Linked DNA regions of Zea mays: all the other regions are linked to region 2. A link is a contact called in public Hi-C data. All regions are on one chromosome and are shown on one strand. Each heading gives the region's core, a stretch centred on a gene start, on an enhancer-like site or on the middle of the called end of the contact. The rest is flanking DNA. Distances are from core to core; before and after follow the strand shown.

What was found. Hi-C and Micro-C count contacts between places; a contact is called where the count stands out from the background.
Region 1: a Hi-C map of tassel shows a contact between it and region 2, with 4 times the contacts expected there. The contact joins the promoter of LOC100381476 here to the promoter of LOC100284496 in region 2. A contact is called at or near these places in 4 of 25 Hi-C or Micro-C datasets (ear, endosperm, leaf and 1 more).
Region 3: a contact with region 2 is called in a Hi-C map of bundle sheath, with 3 times the contacts expected there. The contact joins the promoter of LOC103649859 here to the promoter of LOC100284496 in region 2. A contact is called at or near these places in 5 of 25 Hi-C or Micro-C datasets (bundle sheath, ear, endosperm and 2 more).

The regions. Positions count from the first base shown.
Region 1 is chr7:33,036,229-33,040,428 of Zm-B73-REFERENCE-NAM-5.0, reverse strand. It overlaps LOC100381476 (S-adenosylmethionine carrier 1 chloroplastic/mitochondrial), which reads right to left and starts at 2,341. Exons shown (of 11, transcript NM_001174312.1): 1 at 2,121-2,341; 2 at 1,689-1,771; 3 at 1,243-1,319. The coding sequence starts at 2,172.
Region 2 is chr7:32,711,897-32,716,224 of Zm-B73-REFERENCE-NAM-5.0, reverse strand. It overlaps LOC100284496, which reads right to left and starts at 2,727. Exons shown (of 2, transcript NM_001157391.2): 1 at 1,953-2,727; 2 at 391-1,434. The coding sequence starts at 2,393. The coding sequence ends at 544.
Region 3 is chr7:32,346,647-32,350,629 of Zm-B73-REFERENCE-NAM-5.0, reverse strand. LOC103649859 reads left to right here and starts at 2,419. Exons shown (of 2, transcript XM_020541622.3): 1 at 2,419-2,730; 2 at 2,880-3,983. The coding sequence starts at 2,542.

The DNA.
Region 1 (4,200 bases), core at 1,092-3,591, 320 kb before region 2:
GGATGTCGGTGGGCAGTGAAGCCAATAGGGGAACATCGAGCGTGCTGAAGGAGGTGACCCGGCGCAGTAGCGAGGGTGCTGGTGCTAGTGTGGACGGTGTCAGCAAGGGGAGCTTCGGTGAGGGGCCGAAGACCGGTGATGAAGAGGGCCCCATCCCCGGCAACCTTGCTGCGTGCAGGGGCAGTGACAGTGGCGCGGGATGCGGAGGAGAAAGCACCGGGGAGGAGGGCAAGGACGAGGCCGCCCGTGCCCAAGGCGGTGCCCACGCGCTCGTGCTCCCAGGCGAGGAACGCAGCAGGCTCGTGCTCCTGAGAGGCGGCCACGACAGCCTGGATGGTGGCGAGGGCTACAACCAGTGAGGAGGAAGCGGGCAGAGAAGCTGACGAGGACGTGATGAGGTCAACCCACGCGGGTTCAGTGAGGGGATGACGGTGGGCGATGAAGCCAGGAGGGGAACGTCGGGCGTGCTGAAGGAGGTGACCTGGCGCAGCAGCGAGGGCGTCGGCGCCAGTGTGGACGGTGTCGGCAAGGGGAGCTCCAGTGAGGGGTCGAAGACCGATGATGAAGAGGGTTTCATCCCCGTCGAGCTCGCTGCGAGCAGGGGCAGTGACAGTTGCGCGATACACGGAGGAGAAAGCACCGGGGAGGAGGGCAAGGACGAGGCCGCCTGCGCCCAAGGTGGTGTCGGCGACAGCGGGAAGACCCACACTCGAGCCTGTGGCGGCGTGCAGGCCGGCGACGGGGATGTGGCCGCCCGCGTCGAGGCGGTGGCAGCTTGCAGGGCGGCACTAGCTCTCGCGCCAGCGCCTGCGGTGGCATGCTCCATGTGGGAAACTCTAACCCTAATCAGGGTTAGGAGTAAAATATATAGATCAGATAGCTGGACTAAGCCCATTACATAGAGGTAGTTTGGTAAGTACAAGAGGGGCTAAGTCTAACCTTAAACAGGAGTCTAACAAGATTCTCGATACAAATATAGCAAATATATGTTATGAATGCAACCAGGAATCAGATCATGGACTAGTAACACCTCAATACAGTATGGAAAGAATAAAACCACAATAATATAAGTAACTACAGTAAAAACATCAGGGGAAAATAGCTAAGAATATGCAATACTTCAATACATTAAAAGATAAGTGACACATCCAGGTTCCTTCTGCTTGTATTGCTAACAGCATGATAGCATCCTATAGGCTAGCATAAAACTTCTTCAGTCTTCACTGTAATACTAATACTCACGGAAGAACACCGACAATATTTCCAGCTAACCCATCATACATGCCTTTCCATTGAATTTTACTTCCGCCTTGTGCAGCCTATATAAAAAATGAGAAAAAGAAATCTCATAAAGTTGATGTATGAACTTGTATGAACTTCTGTGTTGCTCCAGGAATTTGATTCCTCGGCAATGGGCAAGTAAATAAAACTGATACAAGCTGTCCCACTACAAAAACACATGAGCCTTGTAGGCACCACAAGCACATCCAGGAGACTTGGTAGCGAAAGAGATTGCAGAGACACATTGGTATAAATTTACTAAGGATGGCATCAGTCAGGGCCATGAATCAGTAAGTGTTAAACATAAGTGTATTACCATGCATCCGAGAATGAACAACTTGGAGAATGATGGTTGCATGATAAGCTAGACAAACGGGGTGCTGCATTCAAATGTAAAATCAGCTTACCTGAAGCCTGGTCTTTATTGTATCAATAGGATATAAAGCTGTTTCAACAACAACACCAGCAGCTCCTCCAGCCAAGGCCCCCTCTGGAATTGTAAAAGGCACGTCAAGCAAATGAGGCATAAGGACAACCAAGCCTACATTGTATACCATAAATCTAAATCCAACTGCTGAATAGAGAACTCTACTGTAGATCAGATGTATGATATCGTAGTGCATTTGCTGTAACAACTCTTAGATGTCTAAAGTACTGCATGCTTGTATACCCCGGTAAACAAATAGATATGCATTCCTTGAGCCCCTCTATCCGCATAGTCCAATCTCAGATGTGAAAACTTAAACTCAATGAACAAACATTATCCATTAACCAAGCTCCTAAATGCATCTGGCGTTCGATCCGCTGGCAATACTGTTTATGAAGCAAAGGCCCCCTACCAAAAAGGACTTGGAGGAGATCGCACGATTCCCCATTTCCACCTCCGCCCATGCGCTTGTCAAGACTTCTCTGCACGGTTCAGTCGGCAATTACAAAATTCGATGCAAGAAAAGAGAGGAGATGCCAGCAGATTTTGCTGAGTCGCCCACCCCTTGTAGATGCTCCAAGATGCACAAGAAATCGATCCTGACGGCACCGAATCTGGCGGTGGAAATGGGGGTGGCGGGGATTTGCGAGAAATGGGTATTGGGGAGGGTTTTGCCGCCAGGCTGTCAAAGGTTTTTTAGCAGTCCATGTTAGGCTTGTGCCAATGCAGGCTATAGTGAGGGCGATAGCGCCCAGCAGGAGGCGAGAGCGGGGCTGGAGGCAGGCGAGAGCGACTCGGCGGGCGCTACTGCCACCGCCCGGCGAGAGCGGGCGATATCGCCCCGCTCTCGCCTGCACTGGAGCGCACGCCGGGCGAGAGGGAGGCGATAGGCAGGCGAGAGCGGGGTGACGCGTTGGCGATGGCGTCTTCGCGGGCGAGAGCGAGGGGCGACAGTGAGGTGGCGGCTTCTGATTGGTCCACGTGTGCTAGCCGTTGCAACTAGCCGTTTTTGACCGTTTGGAGTCCAAAAAATTCGAAAAAAATTGCAAAAAATCACAAATTTCATCCCCAATCCATCTATATATACCCCTACCCGGGTGGAGCTCATTCCACACACCATTCCATCTCATTTTTCTCTTCCAAACTCCCCTTTCTTCACACAATGTCGGGTTGGTCCCCAGATTTGAACACCTTCACGGATCTCTTGCAGTCCGATGGGTCACCTACAACCCTTCCATTAGATGAGTCTTCTTCACTACATCGTCGCTCCGATGTTTCAGCCTCACTCCCCCGTGCACTATTTCCGGCTGCGCGTCCACCACCATACCCTTATCCCTATCATTTGTATCAATATCCACCGTCTTCATATGGTCAACCTCCAACTTCCCAAGCCGGAATTCAAGCTTCATTCCCGGTACGTCCGTATGCCCCTCCCCCACCTGCTGCGGACGGAAGTCAAGCTTCTTTCCAGATACCTCCATACGCCCCTCCTCCATATGCTCCACCTCCGTATGGAGTACCTCCTTATGCTCCATATGCTCCACCTCCGTATGGAGCACCTCATCCATATGCTCCACCTACGTATGGAGCACCTCCTCCAGTTGCACCTTTATCTGTTGGATCTGGAAACCAAGCTGAGGAAAATCCCGTGCCGAAGGAAAAGCGTCCAAAGAGGCTAGAGTGGACGAAGGAAGACGAGGAAAAGCTGGTGAGTGAATCGTTTCTCATTTATTTAATCTTGATTTTTTTAGTTTACTTATATTATAGGTTTTATTGTAGGTTAATGCTTGGTTTATGCATTCTAATGATCCCATCTCCGGCAACAATAAGAGTGGATCAAGTTTCTGGGGCCAAATAGCGGCAACATATAACTCCACCTCCGACCCTATCCGTCATCGAACCGCCAATCAACTTAAAGATCATTGGGTCACCTACAACCGGGAGGTGACCAAGTTCAATGGATTCTACCTCCAAGAAGAAAGGTTGCGTCAGAGCGGAGCTGACGATGCAATGGTCATGGATGCAGCAATGGCGAGGTTCGAGGGTAAAATGGGGCATCCATTTAAGCGCCATCATTGGTGGCAAGTTGTTCGCTACGAGCCCAAGTGGTCAGCAAAGCATGGTCTTGGTAGTGGATCTGATTCGACTGCGAATAAGAGAACCCGACTCGGAGTCTCTGGTGAATATAGTTCTGGAGGCACTGAAGACACCGAGGAGGAAGTGCCCCGACCAGTGGGGCGTGATAGGGCAAAGGCGGCTGCGCGAAAGACAAAGACGAAGGGGAAAGGGAAGGAAGCCACGAGCAGCGAATCAACAAGTGAAGCATTCAAAATGAAGAACTTGTGGGGTGGATTAGTGAAGGCCAAGCTTTTGAAGCAATGGAACATCCTAAAGGACCGATCAACCAGAGATATGGACCCGGCTGAAAGACGTACCCATGGCAGGGCCGTAAAGATGGTCGAAAAAGAACTTGGTCTGCTAGATGACGAAGA
Region 2 (4,328 bases), core at 1,478-3,977:
GGTTTTGTGTGTTTTCTGTTGTAGTGCCCGGGCCGGCCCTGGCACTATGGGCTGGTCGTGCCTGCCGTGCCGGCACGGCACGGCTAAGGACCCTTAGTGCCGTGCCTGGGCCTGGGTTCAGGCACTAGTGCCGGGCCGGCACGGCACGATTAATAATCGTGCTAAACGGGCCGTGCCCTAACCGTGCCGTGCCTGGTCGTGCCAGTGCCGTGCCGTGCCGGGCCGCCCATTTGGCCATCTATAGTTGTAACCCCGCGGATGGTGTTGTGGAATGGACGGAGCCCTGCATATGCTTGGTCCTTGTCCTCGACGTTGCGTTTGAGATATGCGCGGATTGAGATGAAACGCGGTGGTGTTTGCGTCATTAATAATAATTTTTCTACATTCCATAAAAAGCTTTACAAATATATATATATAAACAATATATGTATGTATACATTAGGGAAAAAAAAGAGATGTAGCTGTTAAGTTGTACTATCTGGCGAACAATCGAAAAATGAGCTCAACCCCTCCAGAGTTTAGACAAGGATGGAGCCAGCTGAGTCAGTGTATGCATTTTCCGGGCACCCGCCACGAGAAACCCTGCGCGTTGCCAGCGGCGGCGCGCGCTCTGTAGGTCTTCCAGTCCTGTAGCACGTTCTTGAGGTCGAAGAGCTTGTTGTCCAGCCCCACGCAGCAGTTGGCGTGCATGGTGGCCACCCTGCCCAGGTCGTCGCCGTGCTGGCAGAAGCCCCCGAAGACGGCCGTGTCCAGGAACTGCACCCGGGCGCCGGCGTACCCTTCCTTGACGATCCTGTCGAAGACGTACTGCTCGTGGTGGCCCGGGAACCGCGCGCGCGACGCCTGCCAGTGGCGGTAGAAGCCCACCGTGGCGGGCGAGGAGCGGACGTAGAGGAGGCCGCCGTTGGGGTAGTTGTTGGGCGAGTCGGCGTCGCCGACGAAGAAGTCGGCCGACATGACGACCTGCGCGGCGCGGGGCAGGCGCGGGAACGGGCTCCGGAACCACAGGATGTCCACGTCCGTGAAGAGGAAGCTGTAGCCCAGCTCCAGCACGCTCTGCTGGAACCGGTTCCGGCGCCACATCATCTCCAGGTAGTCGCCCTCCATGTACTTCTGCTCGGCGGCGAAGTCCATGCCGTCGACGCGGAACAGGTAGCAGAAGGGGTGCACGGCGTTGCATCGCTCCAGGGCCCTGCCGTCCATGGCCACGACCAGCAGGTGCCGCGGCAGGCCCGCTGTGTCCTCGCCCTGGCGGAAGCTCTCCAGGAACAGGTCCAGGAACGACCCTGGCGCTGCCCACGCCTCGTTGATCGCCGTCATCAGCACCGTCTTGTCCGCCGTCGCCGCTCGCCGGAGCAGGTCCGCCAGATCCTGGGACGCTGGTGGTGGGCTCTTCTTCTGCTGCTTCGGCTGCGGTCTATGGTGGGAGGTGGCCTGGTGGGTGGTGGGGAACATCAGATTTACCTCGGAACGCTAATGAATAATCGGAGACAAGATGAGTAAATTGTGAGGCAAGAGCAGCCGCGCTGATTGATCGATGCTAGTTCACTTGTTATTATTCGATCTCTGAGCAACTGTAAGTTAATTAATGAGAAGAACTAACTAGAAAATTGTGCACAATAAGTAAAATTTGCGCTTAAAGTATGCGCTCTTCTGACATGCACCACTGTACCGTCCTTCAGCTGGCCATGTTAGGTTAGGTATGAACATTATTTGGAAATTATGTGTTATTAAAAAAAACAACTTTATTTGAAACAACGCAGTGACCAGGCGATCGAAGTACAGAATGTAATAAACAGCCAGAAAAACTATTAATAACCTAATTTCGGGAAAAAAACCTACTAGACAACAACGAAATTCTACAAGCGACGGGTAATCACCCCAACCGCTGAGTTTTGTTGAACAAATCATAATGGCAACCGGACAGTAGAAGCCAAATATCAACGACTTACCTCGTGGGTAGTTGACGTGGCAGGCATCACAATCCGCCGCTGCTCCTCCTCCTTGCTCTGACCATTCTCCTCCGCTGTGGCGTCGCCGCCTCTGTGGTCGCCGTCGCTGCTCGCAGCCACACGTTCTTCCCCGCCCTCTCCCGTGGCGGCCTCCTGCCGAGCGGCGGCCGTGTCGCCGGTCTCCTGCTCCCGCCGCGGCGTCGTCGGCGGCGGCGATCCCGACCTGGGCGCGGCGGCAGCGGCGCTGCCGAGGTCGCGGCAGAGGGAGGTGTAGAGCAGGAAGAAGGCGGTGGCGAGCGCGGCGCCGAGCAGGAGCGACGTGGCCGACTTCATGGCCCCCCGCCGGGCGCCTCCGCCTCCGCCTACTCCTAGTCCTAGCGAACGGAGGAGCTGCAGCGGGCCGGCTTGCTGCGGTTGCGGCCTATTCATCATCATCATCATCCGGTGGCCGGCGGCTCTGTATTTATAGCATTCCGTGTAAGAAAGAGGAATTGATCGGTCTACTACCTACGCCGTGTCATGTGCGCGAGGGGTGAGCGGCCATGTGCGAGCGAGCGAGCATGGAAGGTGGCGCGGCGCGAAGGAGGGCCGGGGCCGGGCCACGAGCCCACGAATGATTGATTGATCGAGGTCGAGGAGCGAAGGGAACCGCAGAGGCGGACAAGGAAGCTCGCTCGCTGGTGCTGAGATGGATCGCTAGCTTGGGTTGGTTTGGAGGTCCGCGTCTACCTGAGCTGAGGATGCGTGTGCGAATCAATGGTCCGCTGCTCGCCCGCGCAACGGGAGTCAGGAGGGAGGGGGAGTTCGCTGAGGGCTTGTTATCAAAGGTAATGAAGTGGATTGAGGGGGCTAGAATCCCCTACTACTTAATTTTGAATAGTGAGGGATTATAGCCCACTCAATCCCCTCCATTACCCTTTGTCCCAAACAAGCTCTGAGGAGGAAAAAAAGGTACATGGTAGGGTGGGTGGGTGCGCCGTGGCGATCCTTGGTGGCTACTCGTCAATCTTGGTGGTGGCACGGAACACGGAAGCGAGAGTGATTGAGCCGCAGAAGAAAGCTACGTGGTTTGACTTTTGGCTTTGGCTTTTGCCCCCTAAAAGTCAAAAGCCAACCAAAGGGCTGGATTCAGGAAGCAGCTTTTTTCTAAAAGTCAACTTTCTCGTAGTGCAAATCTGAAAGCACCTCTGGACCTGCTTTTAGTGACTTTTCGGATGGAACTGTGAAAACATATATCAAAGAATTTTTAACGACTTTTAGTGGTTTCCACCAAACGGTTTTTAGCTTTTTAACAGCTTACAGCCTACAGCAGCTTTTTCCACAGCTCACAGCCCACAGCAACTTTTTTCACAGCCACAGCCCAACCAAACAGACCCATAGTCAACTTTAATACAAAACAATAACCATATATATATATATATATATATATATATATATATATATATATATATATATATATAATGTCAGATATACGTTAACAACGACGAAATTATTATACATGTGGCTATTTTCGGAGGGGCGGAAGGGCTGATGGAGTGGATGTCAACGGCGAAACAACTCGTCACCTACTCCTGTTTTCTTTTTCCAGGGCAGTGGCAGACAGCGCTACACACATGGGCGACTTGGCGATGGCGCGAGGCCCCCACCCTCCAGGACGACAACACGCCAACGGTGCACCCGCGCGGTCAACGGTGCACGCCGCTGTTTTCTCAAACGCCATTTGTACGCGGGTGTTTTAGGGGGTGTTTGGTTTCTAGGGGCTAATGTTTAGTCCCTTCATTTTATTCCTTTTTAGTGTATAAATTGCTAAATATAGAAACTAAAATAAAGTTTTAGTTTCTATATTTGGCAATTTTGGAACTAAAATGGAATAAAATCTAGGGACTAAATATTAGTCCCTAGAAACCAAACACCCCCTTAGTTTAAAATTTGTTGGACACACTGTAATTCCAAACAAACACTTTATATGTTAAGGAGTGCAAACACTACCGGAACAAGGCGTTTTGCCGAGTGCCTAAAGCACTCGATAAATCCTAAAAAACACTCGGCAGGACTTTGCCGAGTGCAATACTCGACAAAGAGGGCTCGGCGAACAGTAAATCGGTAAAGGCTTCTTTACCGAGTACTTTTTATCGGGTGCCAGACGGTACTCGGCAAAGAAAAGCAGCCGTCACGGAGGCGGGTGACGAAGACGGCGGCTTTACCTAGTGTTCTAGGTAACACTCGGTAAAGACGACGCTGCCTTTGCCGAGTGTCTCCTAATACACTCGGAAAAGAAGTTACCACTTTGCCGAGTGTCTGCCGACCTGCACTCGGCAAAGGCTCCACCAGCGGGTCCCTTTGTCAGGATCTTTGCCGAGTGCTCTAGGAGGTACT
Region 3 (3,983 bases), core at 1,170-3,669, 370 kb after region 2:
TAGACATGGTGTCATCATCATTACCATCCATGATGCGAGCACGAAATTGTCACCACCTATGTCTAGTGTTAGCACAAATTATTACACATAATGATCAAACATATTTTGAATATATGGTGTTGCCACGGCGGCGATAGAACTTGCAAGCCTTACGACCATGATTGAGCACCGTGACGCCGCGACAAAGGGGTGGGCAAAAGTTACCTGCAAAGGGGAGTGGCAGACGTCGTCACAGTTCTCCTCCAATGGCTTGCACGACCCCCTGGATGAACCCACTCAAAGCCGGCCGCCGCACATCCGCCTGGGTACGTAAAGGTTACAGAGGGTAGGGGATAGGGCAGCGGACAGGGGAAGAGGGAAGGGGGAAGATCACCTGCAGAGGAGTGGGGGTAGTCGTCTCCGTCACCGGCCAGTTCGGCTCCGACGGCCACCGCGGACACAGAGACACCTCCAGAGAAGACAGAGGAGGAAGAGTCTGAAATGGAGACGGCGTCACGAGGCCGTAAGGGCATAGTAGGCACGACGCATCGCGCCAATCTACTTGTGACCTGTTTTGACGAACGCGCAACCCTAAATGACCCATTTTTACGAGTTCAACGAGAGGCGGTGTATTTCGCAGAGCGGCAACTTACAGCGACCTATTTTGCCAAATTCCTCCACTCACAGTCCACAACTTGTTCCGTTCCGATTGCCGCAGGAGCAGAGTAAGGGACTGTGCTGCGATCGAACTAGCCTACGAGGAACAGTAAAGCACAAATAATGAACACTATGATCTTCTTTCAGTTAGATGGCACTTTGATATTGTTCGGCGTATTTCTGATCCATTTTATACAGGCGCGCCCCTTTCCTTCTGTTGCAATTCTGTGTATTAAACACACTCCTTTTCACTGACACTCTGACTGACAGTAGTTCGTTGAACCAAATGTAGTAATTTACACAGCATCAAGCAATTAAGGGGAAAATAAGAGAAAATGCTAGTTAGTCGATCAGTCATCGGTCATCAGATTAGCGTGGCATGAAAACGAACTGACAAAGACTCGTATATTGGCTTCATCTACTAGAAGTTTCCAGTGTGAAGCAACCACGAGTTTTCCAAGTTCCTTGTGTACTGCTATGTGTGGATGGATTCTTTTCCTGTGGCCACAGAGTCACAGACATGATGCCTGTTGCTAAAGATGCTGGGCCCAGCCCCGGTCCTGGATCTGCCCATCTGCCCCTAGTTTCGTCTACTAGACTAGACTAGAAAGCACCACTGCTAGCTAAATTCACAAAAAGAATTTCCATGCTCATTGTCTACTGCTAACCAAGACGCCTAAAAAAGATTTCCAAGTTGCCTAAAAAATATCTCCAAGTTGCTTCTACGAGGCCAAGGCCTTTTAAAGAGGTGTTTTAATGCACTAGAACTAATAGTTAGTTAGCTAAAAATTATTAGTAAAATTAGCTGGCTAACAAATAACTACCTAACTATTAACTAATTTATTAAAAATAGCTAATAGCTGAACTATTAGGTAGGATGTTTGGATGTCTCAACTAATTTAATCCACTAAATATTAGTTTTAGTGCATTCAAACACCCCCTAAAATATTCTCAAAGTTTCTTATTAGGTGATGCTGGACCGAACATACATATGACCGTGCAAAACACTATTTCGTACTATAAATGGTACTATTTATAGTGTGGAGTTTAAAATAGAGGGTTAGATTGGGGTGCGATGCGACTGCTGAAGACAGCTTTCGCCCGCTGTTGGTTCTCACACTAACCTTTTCTTTTTTTTGTACTCGGTGCATGTATCCTATTATATTCTAAAAGCATGTAGCGTGCATGGACAAGGGGACACGAGACTGGAAATGGGGTGTTCGAGGAACAAAGCAACTGTGATGTGTTTTAAAGAGGTGTGGAGTTGATTTCTGTGTGAATTTTATTTTAAGTGGTCTATAGTTGATCTCTGTGGCTGGTCATTGCATCTGCTGCCAACTTTATTTGACTTGAGGTTTGTCCATTTGATAGACCTCTGTGTCTGCCTGATGATTTCAGGAAGAAGTTGAAACTGCAGTCTCCCCGTGCATGGCTGGGGTCTTCTGATGCTTTCTGGCTTTTGTTTGCCTCTGCACCTGCTGTTTGACTGTTCTCCACGGGACCTGCTGTTTGCACGGCAGTGGTCTAGTCTCTCCAACCCCAAAAACATAAACAGCAGCCGTTTCCTCTCTGGCGTCCACGCGCTGTGCTCTGCTGACCAGTGACCACCCAGGCAGGCTCATCCTAGTGATTGGTGCCTTTGCCGCGTGTACAGGGAGTTCTAGAAGCTTTTTATCCCGTGCTCTGGTCTTCTTCTAAGATCCGGTGTTCAACATGACCAAAAGCTACCCTCTGTATAGTTTCATGCCTTTGCTGAATTCCTTTTCCATCCGTGCACAAAAGTACAAGCGCTCGATTTGTCTTTTTGCTTTGTTGTCTGGTCATTGTCAAATATCACTGCAGCCCTCATTTGTTTTTTTTTTCACGTGCCACCTGGCAGATTCTCATATTGTTAAGTCGAAAAGGATGTTCATTTCGGCATTAATTAGGTCAGAAACACAGTCACTCATCAGTATTTTTCTTTCACACACCAACTCATGTGCACCGGTCACTACCAGACCCCCGTTGTTGGGCATCACATTCACATTTCCCTCAAGAATGTCTTTATATACACTTGTGAGAACTACTCATCACTTCCTTGCACTTCAGTTGAGGGTAGGTCCTTGCTCCTTTACAGCTAGTAAGCTAAATATTTTCTGGTGATCCATTGTTCCTCACCTCAGTGGAACACTTTTGATTCTGTCCAAGATTTTGTCCATATGTTTAGTCTCCTCATGTACAATTGTGTTTTTTTTTCTGAACAGGGAAGGGATGCTACAAATACTTATTGGATCCTAATGACCGAGATGGTCAGTTCTATGGTTGTCCAGGAGACAGTTAGCCAAATTCTATCCGGTCTGGTTCACAGCTACGAGGGCAAAGAAGACTCAAATCCAAATGATAACTTGGAGAGGCTTGAGATGGCGCATATCAAGCTGGAGGCAGCTCTTGAAACATGCAGCAAGTGGCACGTCACTGATTTGTCATTGCTGCGTTGGCGCAAGAAGCTGAAGCGAGCTGCTAAAGAGTGTGATGACACGCTATACAAATACAAGAAGATGATCCTCGAAGATGAGCAGATGGAACAGGAGGTTAGGAATTCCTACTTTCCAAGACGAATAGCACATGCTACCAAATCCTTTATTTTCTCTGGCTTTGGCCGCAACAGCTTTGAGTCCAGCAGATCTGCTGTTAGAAGATTTGAGTGGTTTGCAGACAGTGCTAGTGAGCTTCTGAGATTCATAGAGCTTGGTGGCACACCTTGCTGTCACATGCCATTCAACTCTTTTGCCAAGCACCTTTTTGCAGGCAAGGAACTACAACATAAAATTGTTCACGGAAACGAGTACCCATCGCTTCTACTATGGTTGGTGCCCTTTGTTACGGAAGAGCACGGAATAGAAGCGTGCCTGGTATTTATCAAGAAAGACAGAAATACGCTGGAGGATGAGTTTTTCTTTAGTGTAATACTGCAGCTTTCAGAAAGTACAGACATAGTTGGGACCGCAGTTAAGTGCTTGCAGTTGTTCCCCCACCATTTTCAGCCCACAGTTGATACTATCAAGAAAGAACTTACTCAGCTGAGTACACAGGACTTTTCATGGGTGCCATATGTTGATCTATGGCACAGAAGACACTGGGACAATCTCCTTAGGTTTAGCACTCAATGGTTTCGCCCAGATCCATTGTGTTGCAAGCAGCATGATCAGCAGCATAGGCTTCAGTATAGTAACCTAGGCACAGTTGATGCTTCCCTGGATTCAATTATTGAAGTAAATATGCAGTGTCAGATCTCGCTACCGGAGTACAACAAGCAACGGGCCGCACTGTCTGAATGCAAATATTCTCTGCGTGACTATCAGAAGCTG